Regions from separate parts of the Zea mays genome. Here region 1 is linked to region 2. The links are chromatin contacts, called in public Hi-C maps. All regions are on one chromosome and are shown on one strand. The core of a region is the stretch at or near the end of the contact, and the rest is flanking DNA. Distances in the headings are between cores, read along the strand shown. Region 1 holds the start of LOC100284567. Region 2 holds the start of LOC100274313.

The links. Hi-C and Micro-C count contacts between places; a contact is called where the count stands out from the background.
Region 1: a Hi-C map of ear shows a contact between it and region 2, with 6 times the contacts expected there. The contact joins the promoter of LOC100284567 here to the promoter of LOC100274313 in region 2. A contact is called at or near these places in 13 of 25 Hi-C or Micro-C datasets (bundle sheath, ear, endosperm and 4 more).

The regions. Positions count from the first base shown.
Region 1 is chr1:42,318,585-42,325,308 of Zm-B73-REFERENCE-NAM-5.0, reverse strand. LOC100284567 reads right to left here and starts at 2,893. Exons shown (of 3, transcript NM_001157462.2): 1 at 2,551-2,893; 2 at 2,301-2,406; 3 at 1,999-2,201. The coding sequence starts at 2,598. The coding sequence ends at 2,113.
Region 2 is chr1:42,152,001-42,159,202 of Zm-B73-REFERENCE-NAM-5.0, reverse strand. It overlaps LOC100274313, which reads left to right and starts at 2,162. Exons shown (of 6, transcript NM_001148676.1): 1 at 2,162-2,390; 2 at 4,711-4,851; 3 at 5,194-5,621; 4 at 5,983-6,078. The coding sequence starts at 4,737. It overlaps LOC109943612 (probable small nuclear ribonucleoprotein G), which reads left to right and starts at 56. Exons shown (of 2, transcript XM_020547115.1): 1 at 56-761; 2 at 917-1,310. The coding sequence starts at 522. The coding sequence ends at 979.

The DNA.
Region 1 (6,724 bases), core at 1,644-4,143, 170 kb before region 2:
CAAGAGCAAAGGAAAGGTAGACGTTTGCAGCCAAGGCACGGGCTGTGATATTCAGATGGCGAGGTATAATGGTTAACTGTGGCGGTCTTTTTTTGTTTTAATGCCTCCAGAAATCCTGAAGTGGAAGTCTTAAGATATTCCAATGTGAGGAATTGGAGACATTATCTTGAGTTACAGAAGTTCGCCAATGACAGATTACCAGTGAGATAGTTCGCCAATAACAGGAATGCCACTCTACCTGCTAGGCAAAGGGCGCCATAAGCACAGATTGGTGGATTCCTGTTATTTAGATTCAGAGTTTCCTGGGTTGAGGAGGAAGACTCACAGGCATGCTGTTCTTGTGGATGCTCTACTGTCCCTTTTGCTGGTTTGAGGAGGGTTAGTTGCTAAACTCATGTTTGATTTAGTTTTTCCAGATATTACCAGATGGGAGGTTCAACTGTATTGAATCATGCGAGAGGGAGGGGGGGGGGGGGTGTGGATGGGCCATTTTTTTACTGTTGAATCTGAAATCGCTTTCCAGATATTACCAGATGGGAGGTTCAACTGTATTGAATCATGCGAGAGGGAGGGGGGGGGGGGGGGGGGGTTGTGGATGGGCCATTTTTTTACTGTTGAATCTGAAATCGCTTTCCAGATATTACCAGATGGGAGGTTCAACTGTATTGAATCATGCGAGAGGGAGTCCCTTGAGGAAGGATATATAAGCCATGGTTTCCTGCACCCCATCTTGCTCATGACTCATGTAGGAGAAGGCGCGTTCGAATTGGAGAGGCTCTGCTCCTGCGGAGAACCAAAAGGCTCGAGCCAAATCAAAGCTGTCGATTAGTTATCGCTGTTTATTGGTCGAAGCTATAAATCAATCAAAGCTACAAATTAGTTGACGCCATAAATTAGTATTACCATTATCCATTAGTTAAAGCTATAAATTAGTATTATCACTATCGATTGAAGCCATGAAACGGTTGAAGCCGATTGTAGCCATAAATTATTATACATAGTATAGAGTGTATAGATATATAGAATATTGCTGATGGTTTTAGTACAGATATATAGACTGATAGTTGAAGCCATCGATTACGAATTGTCAGTATGTCTAAACAGTGGTGACTTGTTCTGAAACAATATTGGCCCACTCGCTAGTAGCAAGCTCGCGCTAGACACAGTTAGCTTCCCATCCATGCGCGGTGGCCTGGCCTTCCCAAAATATTCCTAGTTTAGTTTTCTTCCTGCCATACAACATACTGTGTACGTCTTTTCTTGTCATCACGCAACACGCCGTGTGCACGTCCCGCCAGCCATCTCATTCTCCAGCCTTCTTGTCAACTTTAGTTGGATTAAAAAAGTTATTAAGGTATTTATCACAGAAAATTGAAGTGGTTCTTTATTTAGCTCTATAAAGATAAAAAAAAAAGAAATTCTTGTTTGAACACCAAGAAGGGATTACTTGTATGTGGGCTTCTTCTAGTTGTAGAAGCAGGCCACTTCAACTTCAACACCAGGCCAAGCGGCCCATATATACGTATGCCCCCCTATATACTAGGGGCTGACCTCTCTATAGCTTATTCCACCATAATTAAACACAACACAGTATAAGGGCCCGTTATATATAGTATCTATTAGCAATTTAGCTCCATCAAAGATGCTAAACTGTGCCAAAAGTAGTCTTCAACCCCATTTTACATTGAATACCGCTTTATCTCTTTCTTACCATTAGTTGCATGCTCCTCGTGGACACCAAGGGACAGCAAGCGCTAAAGTTTAGCATATGCTAAATTTTATTAGATACTAAGGGGGTGTTTGGTTTCTAGTGACTAATTTTTAGTCCCTACATTTTATTCTATTTTAGTTCCAAAATTACCAAATATAGAAATTAGAACTCTATTTTAGTTTCTATATTTGGCAATTTATAGACTAAAATAGAATAAAATGAAGGGACTAAACATTAGTCCCTATAAACCAAACACTCCCTAGATTTTAGCACTAGAGAAAGCCTAAGTAACGAATCCAAGAATAACTAAACAATGCCTAAGTAACGAATCCAAGAATAACCAAACAATACACATCATGGCTAATCTAAGCAAAGCCAGCAGCTAGTTCAGTGCCACCGCGCTAGGAGGTGCCTGCGCTTCGCTTCTCCGATATCCACTCCTGGTACTTGTCGAAGAACTCCTTGTTCTCCTTCTCCAGCTCCTTCCACACTGCAAATGCTCGCAATGGAAGGAAACATATATGAATTTACCGAAATAATTTCAGAGGAGGAATTGCTCGTTTCTACAACATGCATGCACTGAAATGACCTGTGGAGGTGACGACGGGCAGGACGTCGGCGCGCTTAGCCAGCGCCTCCATGCACTCCTCCATGCTCATCCCGAACGTCATGCACCTCTCTATCAGGTGCTGCACCTGCGGCGTGAACGACGCCGACGACCACCGCAGTTGTTAGTACCGAGCATTATGCGTGCGTGCATGCAGTCATGCAGACGAGTGTGACTTTTCAGAAGAACTATAGAACATGGATTATAATGAAGCAGATGGGAACTTAATTACCGTGTGGATATAGGAGGCGGCGGGGTTAGAGTCGTCTCCGGGAGCCATGGATCCTTTTGGTTGAGGCACACTAGTCACTACGCAGCAGGCAAGCAGTGCCCTGTTGACCTTTCTTTCTCTCTTCGTCTATGGCTGCCCGCAATCTGGTTCCGTGTGTGATGATAAGGCGCCGTGCAGACTGCAGAGTCGACCGGGGACGATCCTACATATACTTGCGCCACGGATGAGGACACCGCCTGCCGCCCGGCGCCTCGATGGGAGAGGTCCACGGCTCCTCCACCCGCTCACTGGCCGCGGCGACGGCCAGTGAGAGTGGGCGCCGCCTCGCCGGGGCTTGAGCCTCTGCACCGAGCGCACGGAGCGGGCGCGGGAGGAAAAAAGCGGGGTGGTGGGGAGGGCGTTCACGTGGGCGCGGGGAGCCGATTGGAGGAGCGGAGATTGGAAAGCGACGTGGGCCGGCCGCCGTGGGCAAATATCTTTCCCCCCGGCCGACCCGTCTATGCGGGCGGGCCCCGCCGCGCGGAAGCCGCCAGGTGGACATGCACCTCGCCCTTCACGTGCCACATGGCCCCGCCAGGCCGGCCACGTCGCCACTCAGTCATGGTTTACAAAACCGGTAAAAACCGGCGGTAAACCGGTCGGTTTACCGAAACCGCTGGGTGCGGTTTCGGTAAACCACCGGTTTTTTTTCAAAATTCGTTCTAAATTTAAAAAATTTGAAAAATTCATAAAAACCAAAACCGTTGAGAAACCGTTTTCTGGGACCGGTAAACCGTTATTTGAGACCGGTAAACCGTCAATTTTTACCGAAAAACCAGATTTAATGCCAAAACTGATTATTTAGTGGTCAATTTAGTCATATTAGTCTTGTTTACTATTATATGATATATGTGAAGATATTATATGTTATATGTGAAGATAAACCCGTAGCTCAAGTCCAGTTTAGGCATTTAGTGGTTAATTTTGTTTTCATTTCCTGTCCAAGATGGAATCCGTAGATCAAGTAGCTTCATTTCTTTCAATAATTATCCGTCTAGACAAGACTCAATTTAGAACCTTTAGCTCCAGTTCTTCTATATGTGTTTTTAAGATTTGCTGATCATGAGAAAAATCTAACACTTGGTGAGGTGCACATGCAATATACAAACACCAAACACACATAGAGATGGCAATGGGTAAATACCCACCGGGTATTAGTGCTCCATACCCATACCCGCGACAAAAAATAACCCCATTGGATCACCCATATACACTGGTGGGTATGGATTTACTCACATACCCATGTGGGTATGAGTCACCCATCGGGTCACCCGTACCACAAAAATTAAACATCTATCAAAATATTATATTATACAAATGTCAAGTATATCCATCTAAATAACATTACAAAATTTTAGCATCATTTAACCATCCATTCAACACACCAAAGATAATTGGATTAAATAGTAACACTAGAACAGTACTACATAGCAAATTACATGTTCCATTACATGGTCATTAAATTGTTGTAGGTCTTCTAATACCTGTTTACCCATTGGTTGAAGAATTTTGCCAGTCTGGTAGAATATTTAGCCCACATACATACCTAATGGAGTAAATACTCGTCGGGTATCGGATCGCGGGTACCCATTGCCATCTCTAAACACACATACCGATGTGTTTTTTTGTAATGGATTGGAACAATATCACGATCACAGACCTATCACTATCACTATAACGGATTGGAACAATATCACGATCTCTCCAACATACCTGAGTACTATCACTATGACTCGAGATAAACATGTGAGTATTGTGAAATAAGTCGACCTATGTGTCGTTGCCTCGTTGGAGAGTTGTAAAAGAACTTGTATTTGAGTATTGTGAAGTTCGATGGTTGTTTGTTGCATGAGAACTGGAGTTTTTCGTTTCATATGTATGTTATATGTTATTTTGGTGAACACATGTCGTGTGGATCAATTAATATTTACTATGCAATGTGAATTGAGCAAACTACAAATAAATATTGTTAAAAAATTTCATTTTTCTGTAAAAAAACAGCAAAACCCGGTTCATTTCGCGGTTAATCGACGGTTTTGAGCGGTTTTTCGCCGGTTTTTCACCGGTAAACCGGTTCGAATTCAAATTAATTTGAATTGGTCAAACCGGTCGGTTTTTACTGTTTTTACCGGTTTACCGTCGGTAAACCGTTACCGGTGGGTAGCGGTTTTAGTATACAAAACGGTTTTGTAAACCGTGCACTCAGTTCGGATCCTCTGTCTCAGACTATCCTCAGCTCTTTTCTCTAAAATTTATATTATTTTTTTGTGTCCATCATAAATATTTTATCCTCTATTTTTTATATCCCGCAGCGGTTTTGCGTATATTCCTCATATATCCCGCTACAATATAAAATATTATTTTTTTATATATATTCATCATATTTTATCTACTTTTCTCTAAATAGCAAATACTAAGAGCATCTCCAAGAGACACTCCATTTTCGACTCTCTATATGACACTCTATTTACCTCTTCATAAAGATTATATTCTATATGTAGCATCTCACTTTAACAGACTCTCTATTTAGTTTGGCTAGTCAGCGGCTAGCCAAATTTAGCTAGAGAGGAAGCCAATTTGAAGAGCCGGATAGCTTGGCAAGTTAGATGACTAGTCTGTTGGAGAGTTATTTTGCAATTGAGTAGCCAAAATTTAACTTGCTGAGCTATTTGACTAATCTCTTTGAGATGCTCTAATGGACACGATACTCCAGCCAAGAGGACCGGCCGCCATTCCTCTAAATCTGGCGTTTCACTGTTTTCACCTTTTAAACTGTAGCAAGTAGGAGGCCGTTTAGCGCGCGCCATTGCAGCTCACTAGCCATCCTAAATTGCTACAGGGCTAGAGAGAGCGAGTGTGGCGGGTGCCGCTGCAGCTAGCCTCAAGACTAGCGCCATCAACCAAAGTACCCGACCACCAAGTACCAAGCCCGAGCGGCTGGCCAAGAGCTGACTCGGAACAGGGCTCAGGGCATACGCGCAACCAGATGCTGCTTAGGTTCCTGTGCGCCACCACGGGACCTCGCAAGTGGGCGCGCCGAGCAGACAAAAGCCTATCGCAGAGTACCTGTCTACTACGTATGGTATGGAGTTGTGTGATGGGTCGTTTCCAATCAGCAGTCGGTCGGTGATCGCCTGATCGGTCGAGTCGTGCGTCCGCGCCCATTGCGACCGCACTCTGCCACTCTGCACCGAATGGCACGCTTGCTTACACCAAGTGGGACCGTTGAAGGCTCCGAGCATCCGACAAAGAGAGACTCGCATCCGCATGCCGGCGCGGCTCTGGAAAACGCGGAGGCCTGCTGCTCTCCACCAGGCTGTGCGGATCACGCCGCGCATTCACAGTAGCCCAAGTGCATTGTTCAATGTTCATACGTTTCAGGTTATTTGCAGCAACATCCCCAAATTCCATCCCATAAAAAATATTCTTTGTATTTTTCACACACTTTAAAAGATTATGTCATCTATATTTTCAGTCTCCATCAATATCCTCTAAATTCGGCCATTTAAAACTACAGTATTAACAAACTTCATTTTCTCCATTTCTTTAGTTTTTATTTGTTTTATTTTCATTACATGCTAATTAAAATAAATCATGCGGGGTATAGTCTTTTTCATTTATTTATAATTTTTATTTTCAGAAGTGAAACGTGTGTAAAATAATATTAATTTTAGAAATTTTTTAGTTATAAATATGCATTCCGACTAGAAGTGTTTTATTTGTAATTGTTGTCCCGGCATGAAGTTTTTTGCACGCTGAAGTAACCGTTTCCACGTATACTAGCTTGACGCTGAAAATTCTGTTTCCAGATATAATAGCTTGTACAGTAAGCACGACACTTTAAAACAAAGATTGCATAACACAAGCACATACGTACATGTGCCATACACGAAAGAAGTAATTGGAATGCCATTTGCCCAAAATAAACAAAGTTGACTTACAAAAGGGGATTATCATGAATACACTTGCACTTGCATAAAAAGTCTGCGGCAATATTGGCCTCACGGAGGCAAAGGATACGGCGGTGATCTTGATGGCGCACGTGATTCCCGTAGTCTAGCGTCATGATGTTGTCTTTGATTCTCATGACATGATTGCATCTTCTAACTCCTCATATGGTCATGGTAGGAGTGGA
Region 2 (7,202 bases), core at 913-3,412:
AATGTATTCTAAGTTATGTTATGTGTATTTTTATTGGTACTGCACATAATGTTAATATATTTACACCATGATGGTAATGATAACACAATAAATATCAATAAAAGTAGAACCATGATCATTTATATATGTAATAGTATATCATAGATGTTAGCATATCAACATAATTGAAAGTCTGAATTTATTGTGTTAATGCTATTAGAAAATTCCCTGGTAGTAGATGAAAGTGTTTCTCCCTAAGTCTGTAAATTGTATTATTCAGTCGAGATGTTGCCCATTAGAAGCTTGGTCTATATTCATAATGATGTCTGAGGTCCCATTGTATATGCAGCAACAAAGGCTTCCTCTGTATTTTTTTATACATGAGAAATTTTCAGCGTGTGTAAATTGTATTAGTGAGACAAGCAGACAAGCATTAGAGGCCTGGTCCATGACAAAATTATTTATAATGAGATCAAGATTTCATTGTACATGTAGCCACAAGGCTTCTTTTTTTATATTTTTAACATGAGTGTATTGATGCAATGTCGTTCTGTTTTGTCATTTTATTTTTGTTATATCTTGGTGGTGCTAAGCTAGATCAATTTTTTGCCATTGAATTTATGAGCGGCCTTTATGTTCAGAGTTTGCACATTTCTTCAGTTAAGCTGAATGCAAACCGTCTTGTTATTGGCACACTTCGGGGATTCGACCAGTTCATGAACCTGGTGATCAACAACACTGTGGATGTTAGTGGAAATTACAACACCCATAATGGAATGGTGGTAAGTTTTCTACTATTGAAGGTTATTTTGAACTTTTCCCACGTGTACCTGTGGTCAAGCAGTTTTAAATGATGTTTTGAAATGCTTAAAAACACAAATTTTAAAGCTTGCTTATTAATTCACATAATATGCTGACATCCTACAATTATCTGCAGTTTATTAGGGGAAATCGTGTTGTCATGATCGAGGCATTGGAGCTAATTTCCAAGTCACAGTGAGTCATTGTTCTCCAGTTGATGTAGCGCTAGCAGCGTGAAAATTGATGTAAATGATATCTATGAACCCTCTTGTACTTTAGACATAACTGTGGAGGTCAAAGCTATCTCTTTCCGGCTTTCCCTTCTTCCTATGTGGTGCTTGTAGCTATGCAAACATCTACCCAAGTAGGCCTGGCTAATAGTGCTAGCCCTAGGTTCAACGATGGCTTCATTTACTGCCTTCTCAGCGCTAACATTGACAACAAGTCATTTCTTCTATTGTTCTACATTGTCGTTGCCTTGCGCCCTTGCCTTGTGAGGCACATGTGATCTTAGATCCATCATTAATATTCGGTAGTGGTGCATCTGGTCTGCCCTTATTGGAATTAGAATCAGATTCTTCTATAGTTCTATGGTTCTACGCTGCCTATTGCTTTATGAGGAACATGTTTTTTCGTGCATATGTGGTGCCATTCTAATGCAACTGGATTCTTCTATTAGGTCAACTGCCATTAGTATTTGATTATGGTCCTGTGTGGTTGTGCTTGGTCTCTGCGGCAGGGATACATATCTGGTGTGCTCAAAGGAATACGGTGATCAAGTGCATATTTTAAATCCGGTATATCCATTTGACATCTTAACAACTCTTTGAGCAAGTTTCTGCATGTATGAATGGTGTCAGAGAAATATAGTTAATTTTATGAAATATGGGGAGAGACAATTCTCGGTCAAGACAAAGTATTTGTGTCCGTTTGGTTGGGTAGCAAGGTGGGATGGAGCCGCTTCATTGTGCATTCAGTTGGAGAGCGATCAGAGCAGAGTGGTTCAAAATTGAGAATATTTCAACTAGACCTGGGATGAGCTCACTCCAAAAAAATGTGGATCCAAACAGAAAATATAATGGTTTCACTCCGTTCTCAAAATCTAGAATGGAATCGCTCCACTCTCACGCACGAGAATACGCAGACTTAAATAGAATTTTGCATATCATAGTTATGTTTATCGTTCCATATTTATGTTTTATACTATTTTATCTCTCGTGGCAACGTACGGGCACACACCTAGTTTGTGAAAATAAAATCCAAAAAGGCTAAATTGCAAAAAAAAAAAAAAGTTGGTCCGCTCCCACCCTCCGTCCGACCGTCCTCGACCTCCCGTCCCGCCGCCTCCCACAGTCGCAACCCTAGTCCCACCCGCCGTCCTCCCGCCCTCCCGCTTCCCATTTTCAGTCGCCGAGCCGCGTACAGCGCACGCACTGCACGCGCATCGGCACTTCCAGCGACGCGTCGTGAGCTCCTCCCTTCGACCCTTCCTGTGGCGCGTCGTAAGCTCTGTGCAGGCGACGGCGGCGCGCTACCAGTGACGGGGGGATACGGCGGCATCGTCCCCCTCGGCCCCTCCTCCATCCCGGTGCGGCGGCGCCAGCCTACAGGTACGGTGAAGGCTCCATGTCTCCACGGCTCCACCAGTTCATCTCTTCTCCCCAGTCCCCGATAGGCTGTAGCTGTCTTGCTGATTTGCTTATAGCTTGAATGATGAATGCTGCTGCCTTGAATTTAGATTTGGACTGTTGTGAGGTGATGTTGAATGCTAATGAGCATATCTCTGCAGCTGTTGAATGCTGATTTGTTGTGTCCGATTAATCGGGTTGATCGTCGATTAATCGGGATTAGTCGGCTGATCGCCCCACCGGCAATCAGAAACGATCAGCCGATCTGAAAACATTGTTCACAGGACATCTAATGATGACCTGGTTAGACCAGGTAGCTGTAGCATGGTTATTAAAGCGGTAAAACGTTAAAACGTTATGAACCAACTTTTTAACATTTAAACGTTTAAACGAACGTTGAAACGTCTTTTCAGACTTGACATAGAAGTTCAAATATAAAATAAGTTCATACATAAGTTGAATACTTGAGTTCACAAACCAAATTGAAATTCACTGTGAGCAATATGGTTGCACAATCAGTAGTTCAGTACTCACCAATATGGTTGAGCAAATAGAGATTGATTGATTCACTGTGAGCAAAATCAGTACTCACCAAATGATCAAATGGAGAGCAGTGGAGGTGGAGGATGGCTGGCTGCTAGTGCTGGTCTTGGGCGCTGGCAGAGTGGAGCCGCAGAGGATGGCTGGCTGGCTGCTGGTCTTGGGTGCAGATCTGCTGTGGGGTAGGCGGCCAGCGGTGGCCGTAGGTCTGCTGTGCCTCCACGGCCGTCGGTCGGTTGTGCCTCCACGGCTGAGGAGAGGACATAGGAGAGACGCGCCGACTGTGCCTCCACGGCTGAGGAGAGGACATAGGAGAGACGCGCCGACTGTGCCTCCACGGCCGGCGGCCGGCTTTGCCTCCGCGGTTGAGGAGAGGAGAGACGCGCCGGAGATGTTGGAGGATAGGAGGGAGGAGGGCGGTGGCGCCGGCTGAGCCGTTGGAGGAGAGGAGAGACCGAGAGAGGAGGGCGGCGGTCGGCTGAGCCGTTGGAGGAGAGGAGAGAGGAGGGTGGCGTGCGTCCAACACCTAGAGAAAAACCTAAAGGCCCAGGAAAGGCCCAGAACAGGTAGAACGTCCTCAGCACGCATAAAACATCCTAAAACGCGATTAGGATGCTTAAGCGACGCTTAAACGCTCGAAACGGACGTTCTACGCGGCTTACCTAAAACGCCCGGACGTTCCAACTGCTAATCACGTTTTAACGCTTAAACGACGTCTAAGCGACGTTTTAATAACAATGAGCTGTAGTACACCTTTTCAGTTCAGCAGCAAGGGGAGGTCTAGAGTTGCACCCCGATCCTGCAAGCATGCATGGCCATCACCATGGCTTGGTCATATGAGTGAATTACATATGAGCCGAACAACTTTTTAGACATATGGTGTTTTATTTTCAGACAGCTGAACTACATATGAGTTTTTATATTATTTGAACTGCACATGAGGTTTTTAGATTATATTTCCTGTGTGACGGTTCCTATTCTATAGTTGCATGTAAATTATCTATAACTAAAACACAAAATTAAATTATATTTCCTGTGTGTCGGTTGAAACATCAACCTTTTAAAACTGAGCATGAAGATCTAGAATCAACAAAAAAGAACATCTCCATCCCCACAACCTAAACCCATGTGAGCATCACATGTTTCCATTTTTTACCTCAAAAAATAAATTTATCATACATTTTCTTCTTATTTTCAAACAGCTTCCATGGAACAACTACAACGATTGCTGCAAACGTCAATGCCTACTTTGTTGTTCCAACTATCACCGATATAAATGTACTTATATAATGTTTTGATAACTGCTGACGAACTTCTTCACGAGATCTCTACATTAACGTGTAATTTGTCGTACCAACTATCCTCGATGTAAACACACTTATATAATTAGCCTGTCAACTATTGAACAACTTCTTTGCTAGACCTTCCCCTGTATATAAAGTAACTTAAATATCAACTATTGTGTACATATTTTGCTTCATTTCCTTTTCAACATTTATATACTGATATAGCTATCTTCTATAATAAGTACATCTATTATCACACACAAAAAATTTCCCTATAATGTAACTAGCTCAATTATTATGAACTAGCTCAATTACGTAACAAAGCGTGCCCAAGGGCGCGCGCCAGCTACTGGTGTATGCTAGGTCTGTGAGCACCTCTGAGAGGTTATAGGTGGCTGTGATAAGTGGTTTTTTTTGGCTTGGGGCATTTTGAAGGAGCTATTGTCACACTTATCTTTGTGTATTGAATGCCACAGGGCAGGAGTACCACCAAGCGAGCGCGATGGTGAGCTCCGCACTGAGGCGCTGTCTCCCCTGCCATGCCTCTCTCTGTCATGCCTTCCCTCCCCATCCGCTGCTGGCCGCTGCCGGCGTCTTCCGTCGTTCATTCCAGTCCGGTGAGCATCCAACCCTCTTCTGTCCCTGTTCCTTCCTGGCCTCCCATGAGTGGTATCTCTTGAAACAAAAGATACCACACATGGGAGGTACTCGTGCTGTGTGATGCCCATAGTTGTTATACTTGCGTACCTTTCCCTAAAGTTGGTTATAACAGTAAGTTGAATTGAATGACCCTGGAGATGTAGATCTGATGTGAATTTTGTCTAGCTTTCTCGAGCTAAAAACCATCATTCCCTTACACTTCTGGTGTAATAATGCTTTAAGAGTGAAGAATTGACTCTTGAATAGTCTCAATCAAGCCGATTTTGATATGCCTATCTGGTTTGACCGTTTCTGTGCAGGGGATGGTGAGACTATGGACGAATTCGAAGAACGGTTGTTTGGGGGCAAGGACACAGACAAAGGATCACTCTACGAGAAGCTCGATAGGGCTGAGAACACTGGTAGGAGATACAATATGGGCTCTGGGATGGGTGGTTTGACTGGGTTAAGTGACAAGAGCAGATCTGGGTTGTCCAAGGGTGGTTTCACTTGGTTAAGTGACAGTAGCAGCTCTGGTTTCCCTGGGTTTCCTGCATCTGGCGACAGGAGCAATTCAGGATGGATGGATGGTTATGATTCTTTTAATGATGGCTTAAATGATACGATTGCTAATGCGGCACGCAACATCCAAATGGAGGAGGACGAGGACGTCGACGGTGACTGGGAAGATGACTTTGAGTTCAGGCCTGATGTGCGGTTTAGGCAAGGTTCAACGTATTCTGTTCGGGTAAGCAGTAGTTTGGTTTGTCAATAAATAGACAAAATTATCCGAGTTGTCTAAAATCTTTTGCAACCTATATGTTTTTGTTATCTACTTATCTTGTGTAAGCATTCAGGAATTAGTGTATAAGTGTGTGGGCTAGAAATGTCTGCTATGCTAAAATCACAGTAAAAATCGTGTGTTTTACTAGCAGATATTTGTTAACAAAATGAGAATTTAATTTCAAATACACGGAAATACTCTTTATAATACCAATATACCATGTGTACTTTACAGATTTCTTTCTTCATTTATTATTTTATTTGCCGATCTGCCCATGTGTGGTTGCTATTATAATGCCTTATTTCATTCAATCTGACAAGTGTAGGACCTTGACCTTAGAAAACCTGCAGCCGCAAAGAACCCTCCTAGACGACAGTTTGAAACAACTACAGCGGAGGTACTGAAGAAGGCTGATTTTAGGGTGAGTATGTCTGCCTGAACACAAGGAAAATTACTATGGTTGCTATTTTATATTGAAGTTTGTATTTTGCTGTGGTCTATGGCTTTGTAAATTCTAGGGCTGCTAGGTAACAAAAAGTTCAGGAACACAAGGAGTCTATGCTGACCTCTTTTGTGCCACAAGTCTATGTTGATCTCAAAATCGTACTTCAATTTTTTTTTCAATTAGAGGTCATAGTCTTGATGGCACCACCCAAAATCCATTACAAATTTTCTGTCAATATATGATTTTCCCTAAAATATCTTCATATGTATGTCTAGAGCATGACTAGTAATCACTGCTAAGTGCTAACTTTAAACATGTTTGCTCTGACATTTTCTTCTGATTTTACTACTTATGTTCGAATTTAGCAAATTCAAGACAGTCCATTGCAATAAAGTACATGATAATCACTATGCAACAACGACACCAAAGCCTTTCAGTCCCAAGCAATTTGGATCATATAACATAGTAGGTCTTATGGCTGTCCTATAAAACTTGCCTTTTAGACGATGCTTGATAATCACTTGCCCAACACCTCGCCCTGCTAGCCCCATTACCTGATGTGGCTGCTGCAGCCACCATCGTCATGGTAGGGGGGTGCCCCATATGACATCTGTCGACATTTGAAATGGAAGGTCATTGCCGGCTCGACCTATGTTTCAATTGCAACGAAAAGTTCGAGCGCAGTCACAACTGCTTGTGTCAGTGTTTGTTCTTGTTGGACTTGGCGGAGGCCGACGATCAAGGTTATTAAAACAACAAAACATTGAAACACTCATGGGTGGAGTTTTGACTTTTAAACATAAGAAAATATCAACATATCACAATTTCATGGGTGGAGCACCTGTGCGCGTAGCTACAATAGGCAGAATGCTAGATGGGAGCAGGGGGCAGGGGCCGGGGCACGAGCGCAAATTCCTCTATTTGCGGTGGCGAACGAGTGGATGAGAGCAGGGGAGTACTAGAGCAGAACGACGATGGCGCCACAGTGGATGGACAACTAGCCACATAGTCGCAAGACAAAGACCAGTGTGGGGCTGCGCCTGCCACCTCGCTTCCCCTGTCTCCTCTTGGAGCCGACGAATAGTCGGGAAGGCATGACC